Regions from separate parts of the Zea mays genome. Here region 2 is linked to region 1. Evidence: chromatin contacts called from public Hi-C data. All regions are on one chromosome and are shown on one strand. Each heading gives the region's core, a stretch centred on a gene start, on an enhancer-like site or on the middle of the called end of the contact. The rest is flanking DNA. Distances are from core to core; before and after follow the strand shown.

Evidence for each region. A called contact is a pair of places that touch in the nucleus more often than the background predicts.
Region 2: a Hi-C map of tassel shows a contact between it and region 1, with 2.8 times the contacts expected there. The contact joins the enhancer-like site here to the promoter of LOC100384701 in region 1. A contact is called at or near these places in 2 of 25 Hi-C or Micro-C datasets (ear and tassel).

What each region holds. Positions count from the first base shown.
Region 1 is chr8:37,763,332-37,770,883 of Zm-B73-REFERENCE-NAM-5.0, forward strand. LOC100384701 (Galactose oxidase/kelch repeat superfamily protein) reads right to left here and starts at 2,914. Exons shown (of 9, transcript NM_001177176.1): 1 at 2,467-2,914; 2 at 1,008-1,538; 3 at 711-776; 4 at 445-611; 5 at 172-319; 6 at 1-84. The coding sequence starts at 2,580.
Region 2 is chr8:37,908,334-37,915,885 of Zm-B73-REFERENCE-NAM-5.0, forward strand. No RefSeq gene overlaps it. Among protein-coding and RNA genes, the nearest start is that of LOC100384701, 150 kb to the left of the region's middle. Within about 2 kb of position 4,943, at least 17 of the 20 cell types and tissues checked have an H3K27ac peak or open chromatin away from gene starts, as enhancers often do. A contact at or near this core is called in ear and tassel, where this site is marked.

The sequences.
Region 1 (7,552 bases), core at 1,664-4,163:
GCCACGCAGGAACGGATTCCTCTGCTCAATTTCTGCCTCTCGACGTTTCTGCACCGTTTCTCCGTTGCTCGCACCTGTATCTTTCTGCCATGTTGCTGTCTTATGAGTCACACTAGTGTTTGCGTAGCAGGTTAAGGTAAGAACTGCTCGAGGCGAATTGAGCTAGCTTACAGTCTCTGATTGGAGAAACTTCCTCCTCTCTTGGCTCCATTGGTTGCTCAGAACCTTGCACGTCGAAATGTTGTAACGGCCGTTCGGATGCTCGGAGCCCAATTGCAGAATGAGAAGCTCGTTCAGGGGACGCTCGTCTTCGCCGCATCTGTGAATTTTCCAAGATTCATAGAATTGTTCACCAACTATAGCTTGTTTTTGGGTTTTGATAATCTCGAATCTACTAGAAACAAAACAAAACAAAAAAGAGTCTGTCCCTGCAAACGTACTTACCCTCCATAGATTGCAATGTCATTGTTCATGACTACTGCGGTGTGGGAAAACCTTCCCTGCGGTCGCTGCCCGCTCACCTCGAGCTGACTCCACGAACGGTTGGCGACATCGAGAACCCAGACGTCGCTGTAGTATTGCTTGTCACCAACTCCTCCGATAATATAGATCTACACAGACAGACGTGCTTTGTTTGTTCAGGATCCAGTGAATGCATTTGCTCGCAAAGTTTGCTCCTTTTTATTTCAGAAACAGCTCATGATGCTAACCTTGGACCCAACACTCAAAGCCGCATGACCTGCTCTGACGCCAGGCGACGCGCCCTTGACAGGAAACTGTGAAAAATCATTCAAATTAAGGCAGATGAATTGGTGTTTCTTTTTTCTTTCAAAACATGCATCATGGCAGTCAGCATCAACAGATGAATATGCTCCTTGTGAAGAGATGGATGTAAGTCAGCATCACATTTGGAAAGCGAAAGAAAGATAATAATATGGCAACCGGAAACATGTGCATCTGGTAGAGCTGTCAGATTTGAGATGACAAGGACACGGCGCTCCGCTTACCCTTGACCACGCCATGGTGTCGACGTCGAGCACGTCCACCCCGCCGTGGTAGCGGTCGCCGCAGTCCCCGCCGAAGACGAAGAGCCTGGCGCCGACGGCGACGGCGCTGTGGCTGTCCCTGGGCGCGGGGGCGCCGCCCCTGATGGCCTCCGGCGTGGACCACGTCATGGTGGGCACGTCCAGCACGTGCACGTCGCTGAGGTAGTTGCCCTCCCCCTCCCCGCTCCCGCCGAAGACCACGAGGCGGTCGCCCCCGACGACGGTGACGCTGTGGCTCTCCCGCGGCGACGGCGCCGCCCCCCTGCACTGCGGGCGGCTCCACTCCCTGGTGCGCAGGTCCAGCACGTGCAGCTCGTTCACCTTCTTGCCGCCGTTGGTGCCCCCGAACACGAGCATCCGGTGGCCCACCAGCGCGGCGCCGTGGCTGTCCCGCGTGCCCGGCCGCTGCCCCGTCGTGGCCAGCGCGCTCCACGCCATCGTCTCCACGTCCAGCGTCACCACGTCGCTGAAGTGCAGGCCGCCGCAGCATCCCTGGAGTTAAAGAATCGCGTCGCGTCACAGCAGCTCCGACACCAACCACAAAGAAACGGATTGCAGAATGATTGCTCGTTCGTTCGATCTGATCAACATCACTGTGGAAGTGGAACCATGTGTCGGATCGTCCAGCAGAGGACGGCGTCCGGGTCGGTGCAGTAAGTAGCACCCATCCAATTGCTGCTGGCATTCAACATTTTTCTCTTTGCGTGACCACTGACCATACCATCATCCCAGCAGCACACAATCAGGGGGAAGCTTAAACGCGGGGCGGAGTGGTCCTCGCCTGGCCCAACCCAAGCGGACGGGGGAAAGAGGAACAAGAGCGAAAAGGCTATCTTCTTCCTTTTTCCCATCCACTCGTCCTACTCTACTCCTGCTGCAGTGCATTTGACGCTAAACCACTGAAACCTCAGCTCAAATTAACAAACTGGATTGCAGATGGGGCGGGTTCTGCTTAGCACAACCGAGGACATCAGCTTAAAAAACCTTTTTTTTCCCGTTATGGACAAGGACTCCCTCGCTTTTGGTGAAAGCTACACGACATTTTGCTTGCTGGCTTGCTACACTACAGCAGCGGGACAAAACACAGCTCCAGAGGATGAACACCAGAGATGATAAACAACCTTTTGTCCAAAATAATCTACCCTCAGCCGGTAGAGGCGGGGTCATAGCTCAAACCACCACCAGCATGCGTCTTCTTCCTGATGAACTAGTTCGCAGCTACCAGTAAGTATTAAGCTTCCATATCACTAGCAACTAAATAGTATAGCTGTACTAGGAGGCATCAAATTCAAGAAAGACGCGAAATCTGTAGAAGAATTCAGAGCGAAAACATGGCCGGATAAGACGGGATCAAGAGGATGGAACAGAACCGCAGGCGTTGGTTGATGGACATCATATCATCATACGATAGGATACATACCCCAAAGACGTAGACGACCCCTTCGAAGAAGCAGGCGGAGTGGCCCCACCTCTCCGGCGGGTTGAAGCCGACCACCTTGGGGTACAGCCACATTGCCTTCCTCTGCCGCTCCATGCCTCTGCTTTCTGGAGAAGAAGAGGAGGGGAAAGGAAGCAGAGTGGTAGAGACTGCCGACTCGACTGGAGAGAGATGAGGAGGGAGACAGCAGGTGGCAAAGGGAGATATGGAGGGAGGGAGAGAGAGACGGAGCGACTGAGCGAGCGAGCGGGCGTTTTCACAAGGTGTCACACCAGCCGTCTCTGTTGCTGATGAGATTTGCCACAAAGGAGAGAGCGCTCTCCAGCTAGTGAGGCATCACACGTCAATCAATCGGTCGCTCGCTCGCTCGCTTTCACTCGGGAGATGGACATGGACATGAAAAGATAGGGCCTTTCAACTCATGTCCAAGGTTCTCCCAGTCGCGGCGGGTCGCCCGCCCTACCCCCAGCTATGAATACTGGCGACCGAGCCGCTGCTGCTGCTGCGTGGAGGCGACGGAGGCGAGTGGGGACACGAGTGACCTTGCGATGCAAAGGCGCCCTGCTCTGCTCTCCTATACTATGGTCTGATACTCTGATTCTCCGTGGTGTGGTGTGACCACGTACTACACACTCCACTGGTAGGAGTAGAGTGAGTAGTAGTAACAGCCGCGCAAGGCAGCATCTATTACTGGCTACTGCTGCTATGAAAATACAGCATGAAATGAAGAGGCGGACTAGACTGGACTGGACTGGACTGGATGGTGTGGGCGTGTATGGGGAAACGTGTGCCTGGGAGTGTGTGAGGGAGTATCAAATTGCACACCTACATGGCTACAGTACACTCCACGCTGACGGACTACCGACGAACCAGGGCTTTGGTTTGGCTTGGGTTGGAAAACGGGGGGTTGTGATTTGTTCAAAATTATGGGGTTTTGGGATTGGGATGCATTGCGGTGCGTGGCCGTGATGCCATGGGAAGCTGTGCCTTTTGTAGTCTATATATTTAAATTTTACTCTACGAAACATTATAGTCTATAATGCATAACAGTATAAAACAGTGTTTTGGATAACCATATAGATAAACTTTTTTATACGGTCTTAGGGTGAGTACTTTGGTGGTGTTTAGCTCCTTACAAATTTTGAGAAGTTAGATACCACAACAAATTCTATTATCTAATTATATATTTAGATTATGAGATTCTGGTACAAAATCCAATACAAAATTCAAACATTGTTTGGCTAATAATAAAAAGATTGTAGAATGAGATTCTAGAAATGATGCACGAACCAAACACGCCCTAAGAGCTAAGTATAATAACAGGCTATAAACATGTTAAATACTGAGGTGGAGGAAATAGAAGAAAAACATGTGTAAACTTATAGCCAGCTCAAACACAAAAACAAAGACGCTTTGTGAGAGAGACAATTAATTGTGAAAAGCTAACTACTATATAGATGGGCTAAGGGGTAGGCTGCAAAGATTCTTATAGCCAGTGTTCGGCTATATTATTATACTTTCTCTAGTAAGATGCATAGCCTCAATTTAGATACCAAGTAAAATAGTAACTTAGTATCCTAATAATAAAAAGGAGAGATAAAAGATAATCTATTATATAAGAAACTACTTTCTACACGAGAATCAAGATAAAAATACATATGATTTGGCGATACGAAGCAAGTGCTTAGATGAAAATTTAATTAAAAAACATGTTCACCAAAAATATAGTTTCTATGTATAAGATATATTATCTAGCAAACATAAAAATTATACCATAAATTATATTTGGAATTGTCCTTATTTTATCTACAGTGCAACTCAACAAAGTATCATATTTAATCCTCTATCCTCGACACTTTTTAATATAAAAATATGTCAGCGTCTCGGAAAAGACATACCTCCGACTCGTACCATGACACGTGCAAGGATCTTATCATCAGCAAATTACCAGATTGACTTGCATAGGTCCACAAGCATTGGGACCCATGACCAGGAAAAGACTACAAGACCCCATGCCTTGAGATGTGTGCAATAGGCCCTCCCTAGGGGCTCCTTGTGCAGAAGATAAGAAGCAACAACATAAGAAAGTTCAAGAGCACTCAAGTGGAAGACTTTCTTCAGAGATAGGGAATCAAGCATGAGTTCTCCTCTCCCTATTCACCACAATAGAATGGTGTGGTGGAAAAGAAGAACAAAACTCTAATTGATATGACGATGACCATGCTTGAGGAATACAAGACATCAGATCGGTTTTGGATAGAAACCACACCATTAACCGGTTGTACTTACACCGACTCCTTAATAAAACATCATATGAACTTCTAACTAGTAACAAACCTAAACTTTCATACTTTAGAGTATTTGGGAGAAAATGCTACATTTTGGTAGAAAGAGGTAGAAATTCTAAGTTTGCTCCTAAATCAGTAGAAGGGGTTTTACTTGGTTATGACTCAAACATAAGAGCTTTTAGAGTCTTCAATAAATCCACGGGTTGTGTTGAAGTTTCATGTTATGTTGTGTTTGATGAGACTAACGACTCTCAAGAAGAGAATGTTGATCTTGATGCATTAGATGATGAAGAGGCTCCCTGCACTGCACTAAGGAATATGTCCATTGGAGATGTGTTCCCACAAGAGCCTAATAAAGAGTAAGATCAACCATCCTCCATACAAGCCTTTCGTCCAACTCAGGATGATGAACAAGAAGTTCAAGATGAGGGCATGCATCAAGGGGAGATGAGGATCAAGAAAAGGAGGATGATCAAGAAATTTAGACAACAAAGACGCCTCACCCAGGAGTCCATCAAGCAATTCAGAGAGATCACCCCATCGACATGATTCTAGGAGATATCCAAAAGAAGTAACTGCTCATTCCGAATTGCTAATTTCTATGAGAATTACTCTTTTGTGTATTCTCTTAAGCCTTTCAGGGTTGAAGATGCATTAAAGGATCCAGACTGAGTGGTGGCAATTCAGGATAAGCTCAACAACTTCAAGAGAAATGAGGTTTGGAATTTATTACCACGTCCTAACCAAAATATTGTAGCAACCAAGTGGGTCTTCCACAACAAACAGGATGGACATGGTGTGGTGATAAGGAACAAAGCCTAACTTGTGGTCATGGGGTATTCACAAGTCAAAGAGTTGGATTTTGATGAAAACTTTGCACATGTAGCTAGGCTTGAGTCAATTTGAATTTTATTAGCCTATGTTACTTACTATGATTTCAAGTTGTTTCAAATCGATGTGAAAAGTGCATTTCTCAATGGAGTGATCAAGAAGAGGTACATGTTGAGCAACCTCCTGACTTCAAGAATGATAAGTATCCTAACCATGTCTTTAAGCTCAATAAGGCACTCTATGGGCTTAAGCAAGCACCAACAACATGCTATATATATATGCCTTAATGGCTTTTTAATTGCAAACTCAAGGTTGGAAAAGCCGATCCTACTCTATTCACTAAGACAATTGATAACAATCTTTTTGTATGCCAAATTTAAGTTGATGATATTATTTTTGGCTCTACTAACGGATCGTCTTGTGAAAAGTTTAATAGAATTATGATCAAGAAGTTTGAGATGTGAATGATGGGGGAGCTGACGTTCTTTCTAGGATTTCGAATAAAGAAACTCAAATATGGCACCTTCATCAGTCAGACCAAATACAATCATGACACTTGAAAAAGTTTGGGATGGAGGATGCTAAACCCATCAAGACACCACTGGGAGCTAATGGACATCTCGTCCTTGGCATAGGAGGTAAAATAGTTGATCAAAAGGTATATCAGTATATGGTTGGTTCTTTACTCTACTTATGTGCATCTAGACCGGATATTATGCTTTCCATATGCATGTGTGTTAGATTCCAAGACAATCCTAAGGAATGTAATTGTCATGGTTTTAGAAACTAGGGAGCAGTAATATTTGTGTTCAGTGGGGGGATTAGCGGAGACTCACTCCGAATAGTGAATCATAGGGACTCGAACGTGGGGTTTGAGATGTTGGGATTATACTAGTTCATGCTTGCGCCCTAGTTAAGTGTAGTGCTGATCATAGTATAGCTCTGGAGCATGTTACTATTGGTGTGCTTGTGTGTTCAGAAAAGAGGGCCTCCTTCCTTTTTATAGTTCAATTGCTGGATTCTACAATGAGGACTTGTATTATGTCGGGGGAGCTCGGTCGGTGGCCTTTGTGTAGCATGGTTCCTTTGATGTTGTCCGTAGGGTCGTGCGCAGCCCTACTCCCATCATGTCGTATTGTCCTGTCCGTGCGGTCTTCCGCTGACATTCTTATGGTAGTGCGTGGGGGTCCCGCAGGTCACTCGTATGGAGTAGTCATGCGTCATGCGGTCTTGTCTATCATCATGAGCCTGCGTTACTCGTTGGCGTGTGTAGGCGTACACCCATTATGGTGTATCTGCTATGCACTACCCAATAGTTGAATCATTGTAGAAGCTTCGATGCTGAGGTATTTTATGTATATGGCTGTCCAGGCCCTCGAGGCTATGGGACCACATTTGGGGGACATAGTTGGGGAGGTGCGGTCATGTCGATAGCGGCCACTCGGTGTGCTTGTGACCTGCCGTTCGGATGACTGGCCATGGCCCATGATGTCATGTCTTATCTCAGTTGGAGTGGACTTTGCGACGTTTGACTCAGGTTTCCACCTTTCCTCTCTTTCTTGGTTGGGACCTAGGTGGTCGTTCTGCCTCACAAACTTGCTTGATAGGGACCTGGTCGACCGCTCTGCTTTGCGGCCTTGCTTAGTAGGGACCTAGTCGGCGCCCCGCCTCGAGGACTTGCTCGGCAGGGACCTAGTAGACTGCTCCGCCTCGCGGACTTGCTTGGTAGGGACCTGGTCGATCGCCCTGCCATGCAAACTTGCTCGACGGGGATCTAGTCGGTCGCTCTACCTCACGATTCTGCTTGGCAGGGAGACTTTGGTCAGCAAGAAGGTTTTATGGGCCTTATTTTGGTACCATGTTCCTAGGTACCTGAAAGTAGGCCCCGAGCCCGAGCCCCCGATCAATTTGTCCGAATTGTGTGGGGGTTTATTGCGCAGTTTAGGGAC
Region 2 (7,552 bases), core at 3,693-6,192, 150 kb after region 1:
TCAGGGTTAGCGAACAAACACCTTAATCGATCAACGATGGAAGGTACCACATCACCAGAGCAAGAATCTTTTTGAGTGTATAATAGTCTACTTCTTTTTCTTTCCTCATGGGTTTTGAACTTTGTTGGATCTTTTGTTGGGGTTTATTTCGTTTCTTTCCTTTAGACACAGAGGCAATAGACTCTTCCTCTCAATAGTCTTTATTTGTCTTGTACCTACTTGCACCACACTTTGGACAGCTCTCCAAATCTTTATAATCATCACCACGACATAGGATACAGTGATTTCTACATGCATGGATCTTCTCCACACCTATAGTGAGCAGAGTGATTAGTTTCTTTGCATAGTACGTGTTAGTAGGCACTTGGTTCTCGTTTAGAAGCATGTCTACAATAATACTCAAGAAGGCAGCAAAAGCAACATCAGGTAGATGATACCTAGCTTTTAACGCCAACAACTTTAGCACAAGCTGCAATGTCGTGAACTCTTTGGTACAACACTTAGACTTATCGTACAAAGGCTCTTCTGCTACCTTCATTAGGGCCTCCATACCTCACATGAAGAACATCAATAGATCCATATGACAACACAATATTGCCTCTAATAATTATGCATCTTCCCCATCCATAACATTTGGCAAAATATGGCGCCTTCATTTCCTCTAGAGAAACCATGATTAGTAACATTTGGCACTACATGTTTCTCTGGGAAGAGGTTGTTGTGTCTCATGTATAAACTGAAATTCGTCGTTAATGTTTGTAGGGTTTCTAGTTGTATAAGGCAAAGAGCTACCCTCTCCATACTTTGCCCAAATCATGTGATCCTTCATAAATCCTTAGCAGACCAGATGAAAAATGGTTTGTTTTGTGTCATCAAATACAACAACGTTTTTTGCAGTCCATGCATGTTATATGTGCTTTGTCTTTTTTTCTCCAAGCAAGATTCTTAGCGACATCAATAAACCTATGGACCTCAGATATGTATGATTGATCTAGTCTTGATAAGTTATACATCCAGAATGATCCCTCCATCATTACCTGTAAAAAATTTATATGAATGAAATTAACCCTATTAAGTAACCTCAATAAATAACTAAATATATCTTGGATAAACTAAATTGAGAAGTAAACATGAAAAGGGAGAGAGGAGAGACAATATCTAACCATCTTAAACAGCTTCATTTGAGAAAATAGAGAAAATAACATAACTACTCTTCTTCTCTAACACATGGTGAAACCTTAGAACTAAAAAGTGGCTAAAGAATGCACACAAATTGACATAAACTAACATTTCTTAGCAACTAATAAACAAAAAAACTTAATTACCAAACCTATCTTTCCCTCTCCATATAAACATACATAGTGCATAATTAAAATAAATTGAAAATTAAATAGAAAGATTAAAGACAGAAACCTATGTAACATAATTAAAGGCACAAAAGAACACACCAATGAAACAACTAAATATATCTTAGATAAACTAAATTGAAAAGTAAAAATGAAAAGTGAGAGAGAGGAGAGAGAATATTTAGCCATCTTAAACAACCTCATTAGAAGAAACATGGACAATAACATAGCTACTCTTCTCTTTAACACATGGTGAAACCCTAAATCCAAAAAAGTGGATAAAATTGAGAAAAAATGAACTAAAATTAGCAAGAGAAACATAAATCAACCTTTATTAGCATCTTTCATCCAAAAAATGAAGATTTATCTCTGTTTTGTACTAAAATTAGTGCGCACCATAGGCATAGAGCTGTTTTGTACTAGTGTTTTTCTCATAGTCATTATGTTTTAGTGGTTGATATAGTGACTGGAATAAAATCTAATGTATTGTTGAAAATGTCAAAATTTATTTATCTAATTTCTCTACAAATGGTGAATACAACATTTTACAAGAGTCAGATATTTTTAACTTTGATTATATATACATATAATATTAAGTTGAAATTACGATAATGCCCTGTTTTAGTGTGTAACTATAGATTTATCTCTGTTTTTTAGACTTCGTGTGTTTGTCGATGTTTTTCAAAACAAAATTGTTATATGCTCCTACTCCGTTAGTTGTATTCAACGATGTTAAGTCCTGATAAAAAGATAAGGGATAATTGCGCCAGTGTCCTATTTTAGAGTGTAATTATAGTTTTGCCCCTATTTTTAGACTTTACATATTTTATGATAATTTAAATTATTTCTACAATAATTCAAATAATTCCGACAATAATTAAAACTATTTTGCAATAATTTGATTTATTTTGCAATAATTTGAATTATTTTCAAAATAAAAAAGTGAAATATTGTTGTCAAAATAATTTTGAATTATTTTTGTTATTTTTTGGATTATTGTTTGCCAAATTTTTTGAATTATTGATAGGGGAAAAACTCCAATTACACTCCAAAACAATGCCACTAGTGCAATTGTTCTTTGTCTTTTTTTATCAAGACTTAAAATCATTAAGTACAACTAAAGGAGCAAGGACATTCAACTACTTTTTTACTTTGAAAAAATAGGAACAAACATACAAAGCCTAAAAAACATGAATAAATCTACAATTACACCATAAAACAGGGGCAATGATGCAATTGTCCCTAATATTAATACTTATAGTATATAACTAGTACTATAGATAGATAATTGAACATATGTTTATATAAATTTATTCAAAGGTATAAATTTATAAAAAAATCCTATAAATTTATTTAAATTTTAAAATGACTATTATAAATACTATAGCGACACTTTTTATAGTACTTTTGTGGGAAGGGGCGAGTATTTGAACTTTGGACAAGATATATTGCGTGGCTACGATGATATAAGGGCATCTACAATTTAGAGACATTGGATTGATTTTCAGAGTACAAGAGACAACTAAAAAATTGTATGATACGATCCTAAGGCTATGTACAACCACATTTAATATGTGATCTTTTTGAGTCTAATTGGAAAAAACATAAGAGAATGGCTATTCGCGAATAGCCCGTCTCTACACGATTTTCAATACATATTGTTATTTAGCTGCATTTATGGCCTAGAGTCTCAATGTTGTATCACATAGTCTCTAAATTGTCTTTTGTACTTAGAAAACTGAATTATCGTCTCAGTGTTGTACATGTCCTAAGACTTTAAGTCATAAACATAGGTAAGAGACAGTATATATGGAGAGTCGTATAGAGACGAGCTCGTCTCTTGTATTTGTTTAAGGGCATGTACAGTGGGTATCTTAAGTTGTGTCTTAGAGTGTGTCTAGGGGGGTGAATGTAAAAAATCTCAAGACATGTATCTTGACGAAGACACAGTGTCTTAGCTCTATATTCGAGACAGGAGACTATCTGATTGGTCACTTTAATTTATTGAATGCTCTGATTGGTACAATGAATATGGTAAGACACATGTTTTAGACATGACCACTGTATTATGTTGTGTTTAGTTGTGTCTTATACTTGGAGTACCGTGCAGCTGTATCTAGGTTGTACATGCCCTAATTAACACCGAAGAGATCTCTCAAGAGACCTCATATTAAATGCTATTGTACATGCTTTAAATGCTCGTTTGGATCTCACGGACAAAATTTTAGCCTCATCACTTGGGTTGTTTAAATACTAATTAGAAGTATTAAATATATTTTAATTACAAAACTAATTATAAAGATAAAAAAAATATAGACAATAAGATGAGTCTATTACGCATAATTAGACTATGATTCGCTCGTGTAATGTTATAATAAACATTTGATAATCATTAATTAATTAATTTTATTTTTTTCGTTTTAATTTTTATTTATATAACTAGTTTTGTAATTAGACTTTATTTAGTTCTTTAATGTTCGAAATTTTGGTCGCGAGAAAAACACACCGCTAGTAATAGTATAATTAATAAATATACAGAATACACTAAGTGGGTGTTTGGTTTCTAGGGACTAATGTTTAGTCCCTAGATTTTATTCCATTTTAGTTCTAAAATTACCAAATATAGAAACTAAAACTTTATTTTAGTTTCTATATTTAGCAATTTATACACTAAAAAGGAATAAAATGAAGGGACTAAACATTAGTCCCTAGAAACCAAACACCCCCTAACTCTCAACCGTGCCCCTACTCTCAATTTGATCTTGGGATTTGGGGTGTAGAGCAGCAAGGTCGCAACTCTCGAAGTGCTCACATTCATCTAGGGTGATGAGCATAGCGCCTGGGCTTCCCTTTTGTTTATGCACGTCGGTTGAGACTCCACTGCACTCGAGAGGCTGTTTGCGTTCTCAAGTGCGCCTCGGAAACGCCCACGGCACACGAATTCGTGCAGATATATACTCTATTCAATGCCAGCGCTCTGGCCTGCTGCCAGGCCTTGTGTTTTGCATCATAATGGATCGGTCGCTGCATGTGAGTGAACGAGAGGCGGTCACAGCGAGCAAGGGAGTATCCATCACGAGTCCACCACATACCTCGATGGGGGCATAGCTAGTAGCTAGGTGCAGCGCAGGCGGCCTCGTGAGGCGCAGAGACGGAAGTACGTGATGGCTACGGCGAACGGACCAACTTGCTGTGCTCCACTACCCCTGCTAGCGTCTAGGGAGCCGAAGAGAGCAGCAGCACGGATACCGATCGCGACCTCGGGCCTCCCTCACGTAGACTGCGGGCGGGATACGCCGTTTCATCGCGCTTCGGGTTGCCATGCCATGCCATGCGGCGACGCAAAGCATCTCGTGACTGGAACCGCGCGCCCGGCCATCCGCGGAGGCGGAAGCCCGCTCGGCCCACGCGCCGCGACAGCATCCGGAGCTGCGCCAACCGACCAGCCCCGGGCCCGCTCGAGGGGTGCGAGTGTGACGGACGTGTCGCCGTGATGCCCGCCGGCGGTGGTGACCACCCGTCGCGTCTGTCTCTCGCTGGGGACAGGACAGTCGGGCACTGCGACCTGCGAGGACGTTATCGGTCTCCAACGCGTCGCGGTCGAATCCTGCGTGCGCCTGTTGGGCTCGGACGGGGTAGGGGCATGGGTTGGGTTGGGTACGGTGTGTGATGGCCTGATGGGCTGGCTGGTCGTGTGCATCAATCAGCCCATGTGCATCAACCAGCCTGATGCGAAAAATTCTTGGCCGGGAGTTCCCGACTTCCCGTACTGTGTTTACTTGCACTGGTGGTTATTATCTGTTCCCCGATTGCTTTTGCTACAACCTTGAGAGATCTGTGTGTCAAGCAGCATTGGTCACTGGACGAGGCAACGTCGGACGTCACTGGTCGCAGGATAGAAAAGAAAAAACGAAGGGACGGTTGCCCTGCGCCCCTGCCTGTGGCTGCTGTACGGCAGAGCGGAGTGGTGTCACACATCCTGAGCGCCCCATGCCCATCTGCGGCCTCCGTTGTCAACTCCGCTATCTTTCGGTTTTCCTTCACATCGAGGCACTGCTGCTAACAATGAAAACATAAACCCGTCAAAGAAAATGCGTGATATAACATATGTTTTTAAAATCAGTCATATTTATATATAAATAATCATGTAGAAATAAACTTTTCACAAAGAGAGGCTATATCTTTTTTTTTCATTCAACCATTTAAAGACCATGAGTATAAATTATCCAAATGGATTATGCACGTCCTAAGGGCAAGAGTAATGAAGGGGATTGAGCGGACTAGAATCCCTCACCATTCAAAATTAAATAGTGAGGGATTATATCCCCTCCATTACTCTCGCTCACAAACAAACCCTAAAAGAAAGTGTAATTGTACTTACTCTTCTCATAGAGGGACCTAAAACCCCTGAGTTAAGATCCCGTCAGGTAGTGTTTGGTTGTAGAGTTAGAAATAGTTGAATCGCTCCGTTCCATCATATAGCATGCTTGGTTTGATTTCACATGGAATTGAGCCGCTCCAAAATCAGAATATTAATTCCTTCGATATGTTGCATCTCTGGGCACCCTAGAAATGATCAAACCAGTGCGCTCGCGAGTCCATTGCTCCTCTCCCCCTTCCTGTCATTAGCTTCCTCTTCTGTTCTGCTTTACTCCAGAACAAAATACAGAATACAGATGCTCCGCTATGCTTCACTTTGAAAACTAAACAAAAAAATATAGTGGCTCTGTTCTAGCTACCAAACACAGAACATAGCCGTTCTATCCTTATAATCTAGAACAGAGTCGATCCATCCAACTAAACTCTTGAACCAAACATTATGGATTATTTTCTATTGGATTTTGTTGGATTTATGGGCTTCGCCCAATTGATAAATTCAATTAAATCCTAAAAAATCGCAAATGCCCATGTATGGCAAGGAAATGTTGGAACCAGATAAGGATATGAGTCCTAATCAGATCACGATCAGATCGGATCGCGAGCTTATCGATTCGTGGACTGACCCTATATAAGGTGCCTGCTAGTCCTTGCCAGAAATGCATCCCAACCTGAGTTAGGTTTTTGCCTCTGCTCATAGTTCCACCGCCATCGTAGTACTCTTCACCTCGAGCGCCGATGTGCATCTACGAACGGGAGAGCAGGTTTCTGGAACCATTAGCCTTCGAGATCCTACACCGGGAGAGGGCGAATAAGGTTTTCGAGAAGCGTATTCACGCGACTGCTCGCGTTCTTCTCATCGACCCTGCCTCGACGTCGTTGACCCTACTGCTTCGACGTTGTTTACCATACTGCTTCCACCCACGTTGTCTACTAGTATGTCTGATCATTACGTGTCATATTATTTGACCTAATACTTCAGTTTATCTGTTATGGTAGAGGTGTGTTGTATTTATCTGATTACCTTGTTAGGTTACTTGTTAGGTAAAATTCACCTTGATTATTTATTGTTAGGCAAAGTGTAAGATAAACCAAACTAAGGTAACCTATTGGGTCCCATCAAAATTATTCTAAGCATGTCACAGTAATTAACACGAACATTAATTAATGGGTAAAGAAGGGTGATCAAGGGCACAACTTGCCTTCAGCGAGCTCCTTCTCAGTTTCTTCAACCTGTGGTGCTCTGGGCAATTCGGTCACTTGCTCGTCTACTCACAACAATACACACAAACATTGTACACGAGAAATTAACATCACATCAAACATGATACCAAACTATATAGTATTGTTCTATGTGTCACTGCGAAATTATAGGTTCGAGAACCACTGAATTCGGAGCTAAAAAGAACAAGTTATGGATTTTCTAAGGTGGTTTGATTTTTTTTGTACTAGAAATTAGTTATCAGATTTATTTTATTTAATCCAAAGCTTATTTGCACTGCAGCTACTATATATGAAGAGTTCTGGGTCTGCTGCGCAATTTCTAGGACCTTAGCGCAATGATCTTCCAACTAAATAGCTCTCTGGCCTAATTACATAGAAGCTCAGGGTCTCTTTTGTATAAACACTATGCCTGTTATAACTCTGGACATCCCTGATCCACCCGATCATGGATCATCGGGCCAGAATTAATCGCACCAAAGGCTGAATCGGTACAAAACAATAACCACCGGGTCGAGATCCGATGGCCTAGATCTTAAGTCACGAAGGGGTATGCTCGGGGTTTTAAAACACTAAGATTTAATCTCCACCACTCGTTTTGAGAGAAA